Regions from separate parts of the Zea mays genome. Here region 1 is linked to region 2. The links are chromatin contacts, called in public Hi-C maps. All regions are on one chromosome and are shown on one strand. Each heading gives the region's core, a stretch centred on a gene start, on an enhancer-like site or on the middle of the called end of the contact. The rest is flanking DNA. Distances are from core to core; before and after follow the strand shown.

Region 1 (6,289 bases), core at 3,138-5,637, 180 kb after region 2:
GAAGCTTCGATCCTTCGGACTGTGTCTAGGTATTTTTCAAGCTTCGGGTCTTTAGCCTTGCAACTTTTGTCAATATGACCCGAAACAATCTGAGAATCAGTTTTGAGGATCGCCCTCCTGATCCCCATCGCCTTTAGTTTCCGAAGACCCAGGAGCAAGGCTTCGTACTCAGCAATATTATTTGTGCAGCTGAAGTCCAGTCTTGCTGCATAGCAAGTTTTAACCTTGGACGGTGAAACCAAAACAGCAGCTGCTCCTGCTCCGAAGGTTCCCCAGGAGCCATCACAAAACACTGTCCATGCTTCGGCATCTTTATTCGCTTCTTCGCCCTGAGCCCCTGGCGTCCAGTCGGCAATAAAATCTGCCAATGCTTGAGACTGGATCGAGGATCTGTGCACATAATCAATGTAAAATTCATTAAGCTCCGCAGCCCATTTTCCAATTCGGCCAGTAGCTTCTTTATTTCTCATGATATCTTTCAACGGCTGCGAAGAAGGAACAATAATATTATATGCCTGAAAATAATGCCGAAGCTTCCTGGATGCCATTAGAACGGCATACAACACCTTCTCCAGTTCTGTATAATTTTTCTTTGAGACACTAAGGACCTCAGATACAAAATATACTGGGACCTGCTTCTTGATTTGTCCATCAAACTTCTCCTGCACAAGTGCCGCACTTACTGCTGAGTGCGAAGCTGCCACATACAACAACAGAGGAGCCCCTGGCATTGGTGGAGTTAATGTTGTTAGATCTATCAGGTATTGCTTGAGTTCTTCGAAAGCTTTTTGTTGAGCTGGGCCCCATTGAAAGACTTCAGCTGATTTTAGCACCTCGAAGAAGGGTAGATTTCTTTCCGCTGATCTGGATATAAATCTGTTAAGAGATGCCAGTCTTCCTGTCAATCTTTGGGCCCCCTTTCTTGTGGTTGGTGGCTCCATTCGAAGTATAGCTTCGATTTTATTTGGGTTAGCTTCAATTCCCTTTGTTGAAACCAAGCATCCAAGGAACTTACCCTTCTTTACTCCGAAGACACATTTTTCTGGATTCAGCTTCAGACCAGCTTGTCTGAAGCTGGCGAAGGTCTCCTGCAGATCAGCAATATGGTCTTCTTGCTTCGTGCTTTTTACAATAATGTCATCAACATAGGTCAACACATTTCTGCCTATCTGAGATTGGAGAACCTTTGCAGTCATCCTGCTGAAACTCCCTCCAGCATTCTTAAGCCCCTCAGGCATCCGAAGATAGCAATATGTACCACTTGGGGTTATGAAACTAGTCTTCGGCTCATCCTCCTTTTTCATCCAGATTTGATGATAGCCTGAGTAACAATCCAGGAGACTCATGAGTTCCGAAGAAGCTGCTGCATCAACTAAAGAGTCTATCCTTGGCAGCGGGAACTCATCCTTCGGACAAGCCTTGTTGAGATCTGTGAAATCAATACACATTCTCCACTTTCCATTGGCCTTCTTCACCATAACAGTGTTAGCTAGCCATTCTGGATACTTCACTTCTCTGATAACTCCTGCACTTAGGAGTCTTTTTACTTCGTTGCGAGCCCCTTCGGCCTTGTCATCAGACATTTTCCGAAGCCTCTGCTTGCGGGGTCTGAAGGATGGGTCAACATTGAGCGAATGTTCAATAACATCCCGATTCACTCCACAAAGATCATTGGCTGACCATGCAAAAACATCTTTATTGTTGAATAAAAACCTTATCAAGGTTTTCTCTTGATCTTCAGATAATTGCGAGCCCAATAGCACCTTCTGCTCTGCTATATCCTCACACAGCAGCATGGGCTTCGGCTGATCAGCCGAAGCTGCTTTTTCCCTCCTGAACTTGTACTGTTCACAAGCTTCAACTCCATCTATATTATGGATTGCCTTGGAATCAGTCCAGCTTCCTTCGGCCCTTCTGGCAGCTTCCTGACTCCCATGAATAGCAATAGGCCCTTGGTCCGAAGGTATCTTCATGCAGAGATAAGCTGGGTGAAGAATTGCTTCAAAAGCATTTAGGGTACCACGACCAATGATGGCGTTGTAGGGGTATTCCATGTCAACAATATCAAACACAATTTGCTCAGTCCTTGTGTTATTAACAAATCCGAAGGTTACCGGCATGGTAATCTTCCCGAGTGCCACAATCTGCCGCCCTCCGAAGCCACAAAGAGGGTGCGTAGCATCATGAATCTTGTCTTCAGGCTCTTGCATCTGTCTGAAGGCTTTGGCAAATATAATGTCAGCTGCACTGCCTGTGTCAACTAGGACATTGTGAACCAGAAACCCTTTGATCACACAAGAAATGACCATAGCATCATTGTGAGGATAGTCCTTGAGCTGAAGATCTTCCTGAGAGAAGGTAATTGGAATGTGAGACCATTTTGACTTAATAAAGGGTCCCTGCACTCCAACATGCTGCACCCTTCTCTGAGCCTCCTTCTTCTGCTTTTTGTTAGCTGGCTCTGAGCAAGAACCGCCTGTTATCGGGAGCATCAGCTTCGAAGCCGAAGCAGCTCCAGCTTGAGTGTTGAACGAAGCCATCAGCTCAGAAAGGTGGAAGTGAGTTGACCGGAGGTGGGCGCCAATGTTGGGGACTTGTTCTCAAATGCTAAGAATTAAGAACAAGGCAACACAAAAAATGTTAAGTGTTAAAATCCTTCGTCCTCCATAACGATATATCCCTTCGGGATATAAAGCATCTCGGACGAAGGTTACGAAGAACATACCTTCGTAAGCATAACAACGAAGAATGAAGCATTCACATAAATCATAGAATATGAAATAAACATTTAAATATTGTCATAGAATTATCTCTACTTGTATTAATGAATATAAATGACTTTGATTTACAAATGTACCTTCGGTCCTGCGGAAGGCAAAAGTACAAGCGTGATGTGAAAGCAAATGACAGGTTCACGTGAACAGTACAGAGGTACTGTTCATCTATTTATAGGCACAGGTCGCAGCCTGTGACAAATTACAATTATGCCCCTTGCGAAAGTTTACAGCATTGACTCAGACCTATATGTATAAAAAGGTCATTCTATCTCTATGTCGGTTTAAAACGCCGAAGCTCCATGAAAAGGGACCTTCGGCCATCTCTTGGAGACGACTTCAGCCGAAGCTGCTTCTTCGTGTGAGACCTTCGGCGCACCGAAGCACGACCCCAACATGACGATTTCGACCGTTGGAGCTCTGACATCTTGGGGCACCGGACAGTCCGGTTCTACACCGGACAAGCACTATTCACTGTCCGGTGCGCCTTCTGGCGATTGCTCTGACTCTGCGCGAACTGTCCGCGCACTGTTCACGTCGCAGCCGACCGTTGCAGCCGACCGTTGCGCTAGCTAGCCGTTGCTCCGCCGGCACACCAGACAGTCTGGTGGCACACCAGACAGTCCGGTGAATTATAGCGGAGTGCGGCCTCAGAAACTCGAAGGTGAAGAGTTGGAGTCGATCACCCCTGGTGCACCGGACACTGTCCGGTGGCACACCGGTCAGTCCGGTGCGCCAGACCAGGTTCTCTTCGGTTTCTTTTGCTCCTTTCTTTTGAACCCTAAATTTGATCTTTTTATTGGTTTGTGTTGAACCTTTGGCACCTGTAGACTACATAGTCTAGAGCAAACTAGTTAGTCCAATTATTTGTGTTGGGCATTTCAACCACCAAAATTATTTAGGAAAAGGTTTGACCGTATTTTCCTTTCAGTTTTGCTAAAGATTTTATAAATTTTATCGGGGTCGCCTAACCGTGACAAACCATCCTAAATTCGTTCCTGAAGTGCACTCCACCACCCGACTGGAGTTTATCTCGATACCCTAAAATGTATTTCTAAAGTTCGTGAACCTAAACGACATTGTTCAACAAGTTTTAAAAGTTGCTCATGCATATAACTCTAATAAAAAATATGAATTACCCACGCGGTATATTATTATCTGAAACAAACACATCCAAAGTGATTAAAAACTTGAAGTGTGAATTGATGAAATTTCTAGCTTCCAAAAAGAGCGCTAATATTTGGTTTGGTTTTCATTTATTATAACACCGAATAACAAGGGTCGGATTATTCGATTTTGGCGCGATGGCGTCACACAACCAACCAACTAATTATCGAAATTGATACACCAAAAGTAGTTAGTATATTTTAAACAAAAGGAATCAATATTATAACATCTATCCTTAAATATTTGTCGTTTATTAATTTATTTTTAAACTAAATCGTGAAAAAAACGGAGGAAGTAATGTATTAGTAATATTTATTACTAGCATCACCATATATAATTCGTATTGTAAATAAATTTTATATAACGAATAAATATACAGAAGAATTTAATACTTTATTATATTATTGTTATCATGATTATATGCACGTTTCAGTGGTTTCACAGTTAATTAATTTAAAAAGGAGAAAAAAGAAGATAGTTGTGCGCGGGCCCCACCACAGCCGGGGCAGGTGGGCCCAGCGGCGACCATGAGCAAGAGGAGAGGGAGGAGCGTTCCTCACCTGCCGTCCGTCGTCTTCCTTGCTCGCCTTCGCTTCCCTCCTCTTCTCTTTCCTAGACTAGACTAGACTTGGCTTGCCTTGGATTCTCATCTCGTCTCTTCTTTCTTCTCGCTCCAATCGGCGCGGACGTAGCCCCCGCGCACGCTACCGCCTACCGGAGAGATTCCGCCGCCCGTTGGGTGGATTCCAGCGCCGTTGAGCAACAGGACTCTAGCGCCGCACCGGACACCAACCACTAGACGCTGCTGCCTCCCTCCGCCGTCTCGGGGCACCGAAGGAGGAGCAGAGAGATCCATCGGACCGCTCGGCGGGGTGCGGCCGCCCTCGCTCCTCATCCAAATTATCCAATCCACTCGATTCCGATTGGCAACTACCCTTCACCCCGCGCGCGCAACCGCTAGCTCCTGCCGCCAAGCGCAACCGGACGACCGCCGCCCTCCCTACGCCAGGAGGTGCCCAGGTGTAGGTCCTTCGCCGGCGACGAACACCCACAAGGTTCCCTTCCTTTGTGCATACGGATGTAACGGATCTGAGTTCTCCAATTCCTACAAGTTAGGAGAATAGGAGTAGTAATTTACAAGCGTATTATTATGCCTACTACTAATTTGTTTTCTCTCTCTTTGATTTGATTGATTGACCCACCGTACGTAACCCACCATTTCCAGAGCAACCGCAAGGGCATGTGACAAGCTGCCGCCTGCCTTTGCCGCAGGCAATGTGCTCCGACATGTCGGGTCAGCGCCACCACCACGCAACCAGGTATTTCGATCCTCTTCTCTTGCGTTAAGCTTAATCAATCCGCAGCCTCCTCTGGCTTGGCTCAGGGGTTGCAACCAATCCATCTACTTAACCGAGTTACTCTATTATGACTTCGCTTGCTTCCATGTTTAGCTTTCCTCACCTCCTCAATCAGGTCCAGGTGTACCATTCGCGTTACTGGACCTCTTGCAGAATACTCTTCCCTACCTTAGCGGGTTTTTTTTTTTGGTTTCTACCATCAATGTTTTTATACAGCATCTGTGTCTCTTAAGCATTTAGTCCCTTTTCCTGAAAACCAGACCAGCGTTGCACAGCTTGAATCTAAGTCAAATTATTCACTGACCGACACCCTATACGCTGGTAACACACTAACACTGAATACAGATCTTTTTGTTTCTTTGCCTGCCAACAACTAGCTAAACCTGTACTGCTTTAGTTTTTGATTGGCAATTCAGTGTAAAGCACATAGATATGTATGGAGGCCTCCATCCTAATCGTTTTCCTTTTGCCCAACACAGCAGGGAGAATGCACCGGAAGATAATGGTTACCATCGCACTCCCCATGGTGCGGATCATCTCGAGCAGAGCCAGGCTGCAGATACAGATAATAAGCATATAAATCATCTGTCCACAGATGACAATGTTCCCTCCAGTGCTTCAGGCCACAAACATGGTGCTATCAGCCGCCATCCATCTACATCTTCTGTTGATGATCGCTCCATCAAGTCCGGTGATGATTCTGATGGGGCCGAGAGTACCAGTGGCAGAAGCAGTAATACAGAGATCTCATTTATGAATAATGATACCATCTGGATACCACCTCAAGCGGCAGATAAGGAGGATGAGGCCCAGAGTTTTGCTACGAGCATTGCTTATGACGACGACGATGACGATTATAGTGATGGTATAAAGTGGGGCCAGTCAAGTTTCCCATCCCCTGGTAAGCAGCATGACGCCGACACTAGCAATCATAGGGAGGAACGAGAAAAGGCAATGCTAGAAGCTATGAATGGCCAGCTGAAGGTACTT
Region 2 (6,393 bases), core at 703-3,202:
AGGATTTAGGGGGAACCGCTGTACAGGGTGGAGATATAGGGGAAGAGAATGCTGACATGGCACGTGAGTGGGATATACGGAGAGAAATTTAGGGGTAACCGCTGAACACAGTCTAAGCTCTAGAATTTTCTCGCTTGCCGCTTCCTACTTGACGTTTCCTACTTGAAATTGAATCAACACCCTATAACAATCAGGACTTGATCCCAGCTATTGGTCTAGGACCCAGCTGAGCCCTGCATGTTCCCTGAGTCATCTAGGACTATATATTCGAGCCGCCCGTGACGCTCCTTCCTCCATCAAACCATTGCCGAGAGCACCCTTCGACGAGGGAGCGGCGGAAAATAGAGCTTCGTCAACGCGCTTTTGGTTCATCGATGTGATCTCTAGTTCATCATCAATCTAAAAAAATCATGATGTCCAGCAGCAGCGTAGGATTAAAGGGCTTGGTTGGAAGGTAAGTTGGTGGTAAATTATGGGTCTTTCCCGCGTGATAGTTTTGACGCTTTCCAAATAATAGATTAACCACCACCATAGACCTTTTACATGCAATATTATTGATATGCATGACGAATTAATAGTAGGTACAATCATGATAAGTTGGCAGCAGTTGGGTCATATCATCTTTATAAACAAACCTTTCTCATCTTTAACAAACTGATCTAACCAATCAGATCGCGTCATGTCATTTATTTCTGTGCAGCCTTATTAATTTATTAAAAATGTGATCTCTTATATGTCAAATAATTTGTTTTAATCTGTTCAAGTGGTGTTAGGTTCATATTAGTTTTTGCGTACATAGTAATAATATTGTTTTAATTATGCACATGTTTTAATTTATTAATATTTAATTAATTTTAAGTAGCTAGATAATCTAGTTCCTGGACCCCTAGAACCCGGGGTGACATTTCTACCTGGCACTCCTCTCGGTACGTTGGGTCTTCTTGTTTTTCTCGTCTTTGGTTTCCGTCCTGACTCCTCATTTTTGTATTTCTCTCTGATTTCCTCGGTCAGCGTGTATGTGTCGCGTAAGTCGTTCCTTATTGTCTCTGGTCGACGGGTGGGCTGTTTTTGAGCCTGGGCAAGCTCGACCCCCTCGGGGCCGACGTTGAAAGTTTATAGCTCAGCTTCTTTTGTCTCTTCTTCCCTCTCATCCACTTCAGTATTTAGTCGGCATGTTGTTATACTGCTCTCATACATCTGGTATGCATACGCATGAGGACCATGTATAGTTAGTTATTATTACATGGCGGCGTCGTTATTATTATTATTACATGCATGCAATGCAAGGAGAGCGTGCGTACGTGGTGCATTAATTGCTGACTATACTAGTACGACTCGACGAGTGCATCCTCCTTGTGCGTCTGGATGACGAGGTCCGAGGTGGGGTAGGCGATGCAGGTGAGCACAAAGCCCTCGGCGACCTGGTCGTCGTCGAGGAAGCTCTGGTCGAACTGGTTGACGGAGCCGGAGACGATCTTGCCGACGCAGGAGGAGCAGGCGCCGGCGCGGCAGGAGTAGGGCAGGTCCAACCCTCGTTCCTCGGCATGGTCCAGGATGTAGACGTCGCCGGGCATCTTGAGCTGTACCTCCCCGTCCGGCGTGATGAGCTTGACGTTGTGGGTGGCCTGCGCGCGCAGCCTGGCGCCGCGGGCGGCGGCCGCCTTGGCCGCGGGCAGCGGCGTCACTACTGCGACGACAGGCGCCGGCCGGGAGGCCGCGCGGACGACGACGGAGAAGGCCGCCGGGGCGCGGAGGCTGTTGCTGCTCACCAGGGCGGCGGCGGCGGCGGCCATGTGTGTTGGACTGTGTGTACGTTCAGATGGAGAGATCGAGCAATATAATATAATGGAGTCTCTCGGCTACACAAGTACAGCTACAGCTATTAGCAGCTATAGTTGGCTAGGGAACCATGGACGACGCGGCTAGCTGCCGGCGATTTATGGGCGACGCTGGGGTGCCACGCGTGGTCGGGTTATCTGCGGAGGAGGCGCGATGAGGATCACAGGTTGCTCATCGTCGCTGCCAGCCACCCAACGTACGCACGTGTTGACGAGCGTGTGGAGGATGCATGCATGCGCGCGCGCGGACCACACAACTGGCCCATCCTTTACTACAGTAGTACGTCGATTCGGGCTGGCCTCTCTCTCTCTTGTCTTTTTGTTTATGGACTTTATTTGGCACTTGTTGCGATGTGTGCATACCCAGCCCAGCCCAGTATGTCAGTGTGAACATGAGGGCCATGCATATGCATGCATGCCGTTGGCCCGTTGCCATCTATCGGCGTCCCTCTCCTTCTCCATAGTTGAATCCGTCCACGCGGAGAAAATGACGATGCGATTACGAAAATACGAAGCATGTTCTTGACTTTTTCACTATCTACCTCTTTCCTCCGATAGATAGATAAATAAACAGATAGTGCCTATAGCTAGCTGGGACGAGAGAGAGACGATCAATGGTGACTTGAGACATCATTAGCAACCGATTTATCTATTATTATTAGATCGAAAAAGTCCTTGGTGCGAGACGTGAAGAATGCTCCGACAGACCACGCACCACACAACACAACCGACACGGTTTTTTACTTTTTGATGAAATGGTCTCCAGCCGGCCGTCGAACCATATGTTGCTGTGTTCCGCCGCACCTGTTCAATACACTTTTTTTTCCTGGGCCTCAGTTTCGAAAACAGTACTACTTTTACATCAAAAACATTTTTTAGAATATCTCTAAACAAGTTGTTATAAAAATATACTTTACCGTTAATAATGTAACAACGATATAATTACCTTTCCGTAGATATTGGTTGCCTTTTGTTTTGTGTTTTTTTCATTAGAACTAGTCGGTTGCCCGTGCGTTGCAACGGCTTACAACAATATCTATGTAAATTATCTATCAAAAAAATTTCAAGATTTTTTATTGATTGTCTCCGCTCTCCGTATAATTTTTTTTTGATTTGGCTAACTGATGTTATTGTTTACTCCATCCAATATGTCTTGGTACAACACGAGGAATGAAGTGAGCGATTAGCCCGTAGTGCTGGTCCGGCTCGACACGATTTATTTTTTTTATTCTACAAAAATGTATATATATAATTTATATTTAATATTAAAAACATTTGAGCATGATGTTCTACTGGTTAGACGGCTTCACCTACCATGTGTTTGGTTGCCTATATTTGCTGGTGTTTGCATAGCGGGATACAATGAGCTGGTGTTTGGTTGTTGTCAACCAGGCTCTACGCATGCGAAGTATGTGTTTGGTTACCTGCGTGCAGATGTGAAGACAGACTCGCACGATACTTAAATCACCCTAGACCAGGCTCTACAGACACGAGAAAATTGGTCGCATCTCTGGAGCCAGGCTCCCGCTGGCCTAGCTCATGCAGCCGGGCTACGGGGAGAAGCCAACCAAACAGGCAGCTAGTGTCTCTCGCCCTTCTTCCATCACAAGGCATGGGTTCAAACCCCACCTCTTGCACTATTTTTTAACATTTTACGTTGGTTTAATTAAATGGGCCGACAGACTAACGGGCTGACCTGGCACAGTCAGCAAGTCGGCATGACGTGCCTGGACCATAGTTGTGGCCCGTGGGCGATGGGCCGACAGGCTGGCCCGACACAGTCAGCAGGTCGGCATGACGTGCCTGGGCCAGAGTTGTGGCCCGCGGGCATCTGGCCCGTGCTGGGCCACCGTTTGATCATCTATAGACATGCATCGGGTTAATTTGAAATAGTTGTGAGGGGTTATTTGTAAAAAATGATGAGGGACGACCGTTGAAACTGGTGCTTTAAGTATAGTATAGATTAATATTAGAGGATCTTCAACAGTGTCTTAAATTAATGTTTGGATCAACTCATAAAAATAGGTCTAACACCGTCCTGTTTACAAATTTTTATAAAAAGAATACATGGCAATTTGTTTAACCAAAATATAATACACCTCCAAATCAGTGCCCTATCCTTAATTATTTCTTCATGATTAACGATATTTTTTCTAATAATGTAAGTCAATTCCTAAAATACATGATTGCTCATAGACAGCGCCATCATGAGCAACCATTGGCTCGGGTAGTGCACCCACTGAGCGCCGACAAGAGACGACATCACAGGTCATTCACATTAACTCCCCCGCGCGTCAGCAAGGCCACCACCTACATACGTCGGCGTACCAGACTCCACTATGTGGCCGACTCGAGTCGGCAAACGGGGCGGAGGCACGCCTAGTCAGAAGATTCGTAAAGCCCCGAGGTAGAATATCTTTGTCCGCCGCAACATTTACTACTCCTTGTTTAATACTAGATTGATGGCCCCGCATGTCGGGGCTTGGCACCCTTGTACATGCCCCCTTGTACTATAAAAGGGTGTGCACATTCGATACAAGGGACATGCTCATTCTCACTCACTCACACTTAAGTTCTCAGGAATACAACTCGCAAGTGGACGTATGATATTACGCTCTGACGTCGCGAACTACTCTAAATTCTCATGTGTTCTTGTGTTTCTTCATCTCTCCAGGCTAACCCTAGACAACTCCTTATTCTTAGGATTAGCTCCTTAGGAATAGGCGGGTGCATCAGTGGCGAATCTAGATGAGAATTTTGTCGGGGTCAGCAACATCAACTTTACTATATGATATAAATTTTCTTGAACTTTAATAGCATTTTTGAAAGTCTCCTAGAGGGAGGGTGAATAGGCGGAATCTGAAATTTATAGACTTTAAGCACAACTACAGGCATTGGTTAGCGTTAGAAATAAAATCGAGTCCAAAAGAGAGGGGGAAAACAAATCAACCAAAGAAATAAAGCAGATGACACGATGATTTGTTTTACCGAGGTTCGGTTCCAAAGAACCTAGTCCCCGTTGAGGTGGTCACAAAGACTGGGTCTCTTTCAACCCTTTCCCTCTCTCAAACGGTCACCTAGACCGAGTGAGCTTTCTCCTTAATCAAACGGGTCACTTAGACCCCATAAGGACCACCACACAATTGGTGTCTCTTGCTTTGATTACAAGTGTTTGAAGAACAAGAATGGGGAAGAAGAAAGCGATCCAAGAACAAGAGCTCAAAGAACACGAGCAAAACTCTCTCTCTAGTCACTAGGTGTTTGGAGTGGAGTTGGGACTTGGAGAGGCTTTGATTCTATTGAATTGTGTCTTGTATTGATTGCACTAGCTCTTGTATTGAATGAGATATCTGAAAAACTTGGATACCTCGAGTGGTGGTGGTTAGGGGGTATTTATAGCTCCAACCACCAAACCAACCGTTGGGGAGGTTGTCTATCGATGGGCGCACCGGACATTGTCCGGTGTACCAGCCACGTCACCCAACCGTTGAGGTTTTGACAGTTTCGACCGTTGGAGCTCTGACATCTTGGGGCACCGGACAGTCCGGTGCCGCACCGGACAAGCACTGTTCACTGTCCGGTGCGTCTTCTGGCGACTGATCTGACTCTGTGCGAACTGTCCGCGCACTGTTCATGTTGCAGCCGACCATTGCGCTGGCTAGCCATTGCTCCGCCGGCACACCGGACAGTCCGGTGAACCCGAAGGTGAAGAGTTGGAGTTGATCGCCCATGGTGCACCGGACACTGTCCGGTGCGCCAGACCAGGGTTCTCTTCGATTTCTTTTGCTCCTTTCTTTTGAACCCTAAATTTGATCTTTTTATTGGTTTGTGTTGAACCTTTGGCACCTGTAGAATACATAGTCTAGAGCAAACTAGTTAGTCCAATTATTTGTGTTGGGCATTTCAACCACCAAAATTATTTAGGAAAAGGTTTGACCCTATTTCCCTTTCAATCTCCCCTTTTTGGTGATAGATGCCAACACAAACCAAAGCAAATATATAAGTGCAGAATTGAACTAGTTTGCATAAGGCAAGTGCAAAGGTTGCTTGGAAATAAACCAATTTATACTTTCACTATATATACATGGATTGCTTTCTTTCTTTTAACATTTTGGACCATATTTGCACCACTTGTTTTGTTTTTGCAAATTCTTTTGGAAAATCTTTTCAAAGTCTTTTTGCAAATAGTCAAAGGTACATGAATGCTTTTCCTCCCCGTGTTTTTAATATTTGAAATTTTTCTCCCCGTGTTTCGAATGCTTTTCCTTTGACTTAAACAAAACTCCCCCTGAATAAAATTCTCCTCTTAGTGTTTAAGAGGGTTTTACCAATATGAAAAAGATTTAGATACCAATTGAAAAATCTTTGAATATATATTAAAGAAAATTTTGAAATTGGTGGTGGTGCGGTCCTTTTGCTTTGGGCTTAATATTTCTCCCCCTTTGGCATTAATCGCCAAAAACGGAGTCTGTTGAGAGCCCTTTTACTTTCTCCCCCAATGGTACAAATAAATATGAGTGAAGATTATACCATAGTGGAGAGTGATGTGGAGTGA

What was found. Hi-C and Micro-C count contacts between places; a contact is called where the count stands out from the background.
Region 1: a Hi-C map of tassel shows a contact between it and region 2, with 2.6 times the contacts expected there. The contact joins the promoter of LOC103653169 here to the promoter of LOC103653165 in region 2. A contact is called at or near these places in 5 of 25 Hi-C or Micro-C datasets (ear, leaf, leaf mesophyll and 1 more).

The regions. Positions count from the first base shown.
Region 1 is chr4:42,409,398-42,415,686 of Zm-B73-REFERENCE-NAM-5.0, forward strand. It overlaps LOC103653169 (1-phosphatidylinositol-3-phosphate 5-kinase FAB1A), which reads left to right and starts at 4,388. Exons shown (of 12, transcript XM_008680130.3): 1 at 4,388-4,996; 2 at 5,167-5,260; 3 at 5,779-6,289. The coding sequence starts at 5,217.
Region 2 is chr4:42,233,730-42,240,122 of Zm-B73-REFERENCE-NAM-5.0, forward strand. LOC103653165 (ferredoxin) reads right to left here and starts at 1,953. Exons shown (of 1, transcript XM_008680127.4): 1 at 1,163-1,953. The coding sequence starts at 1,793. The coding sequence ends at 1,326.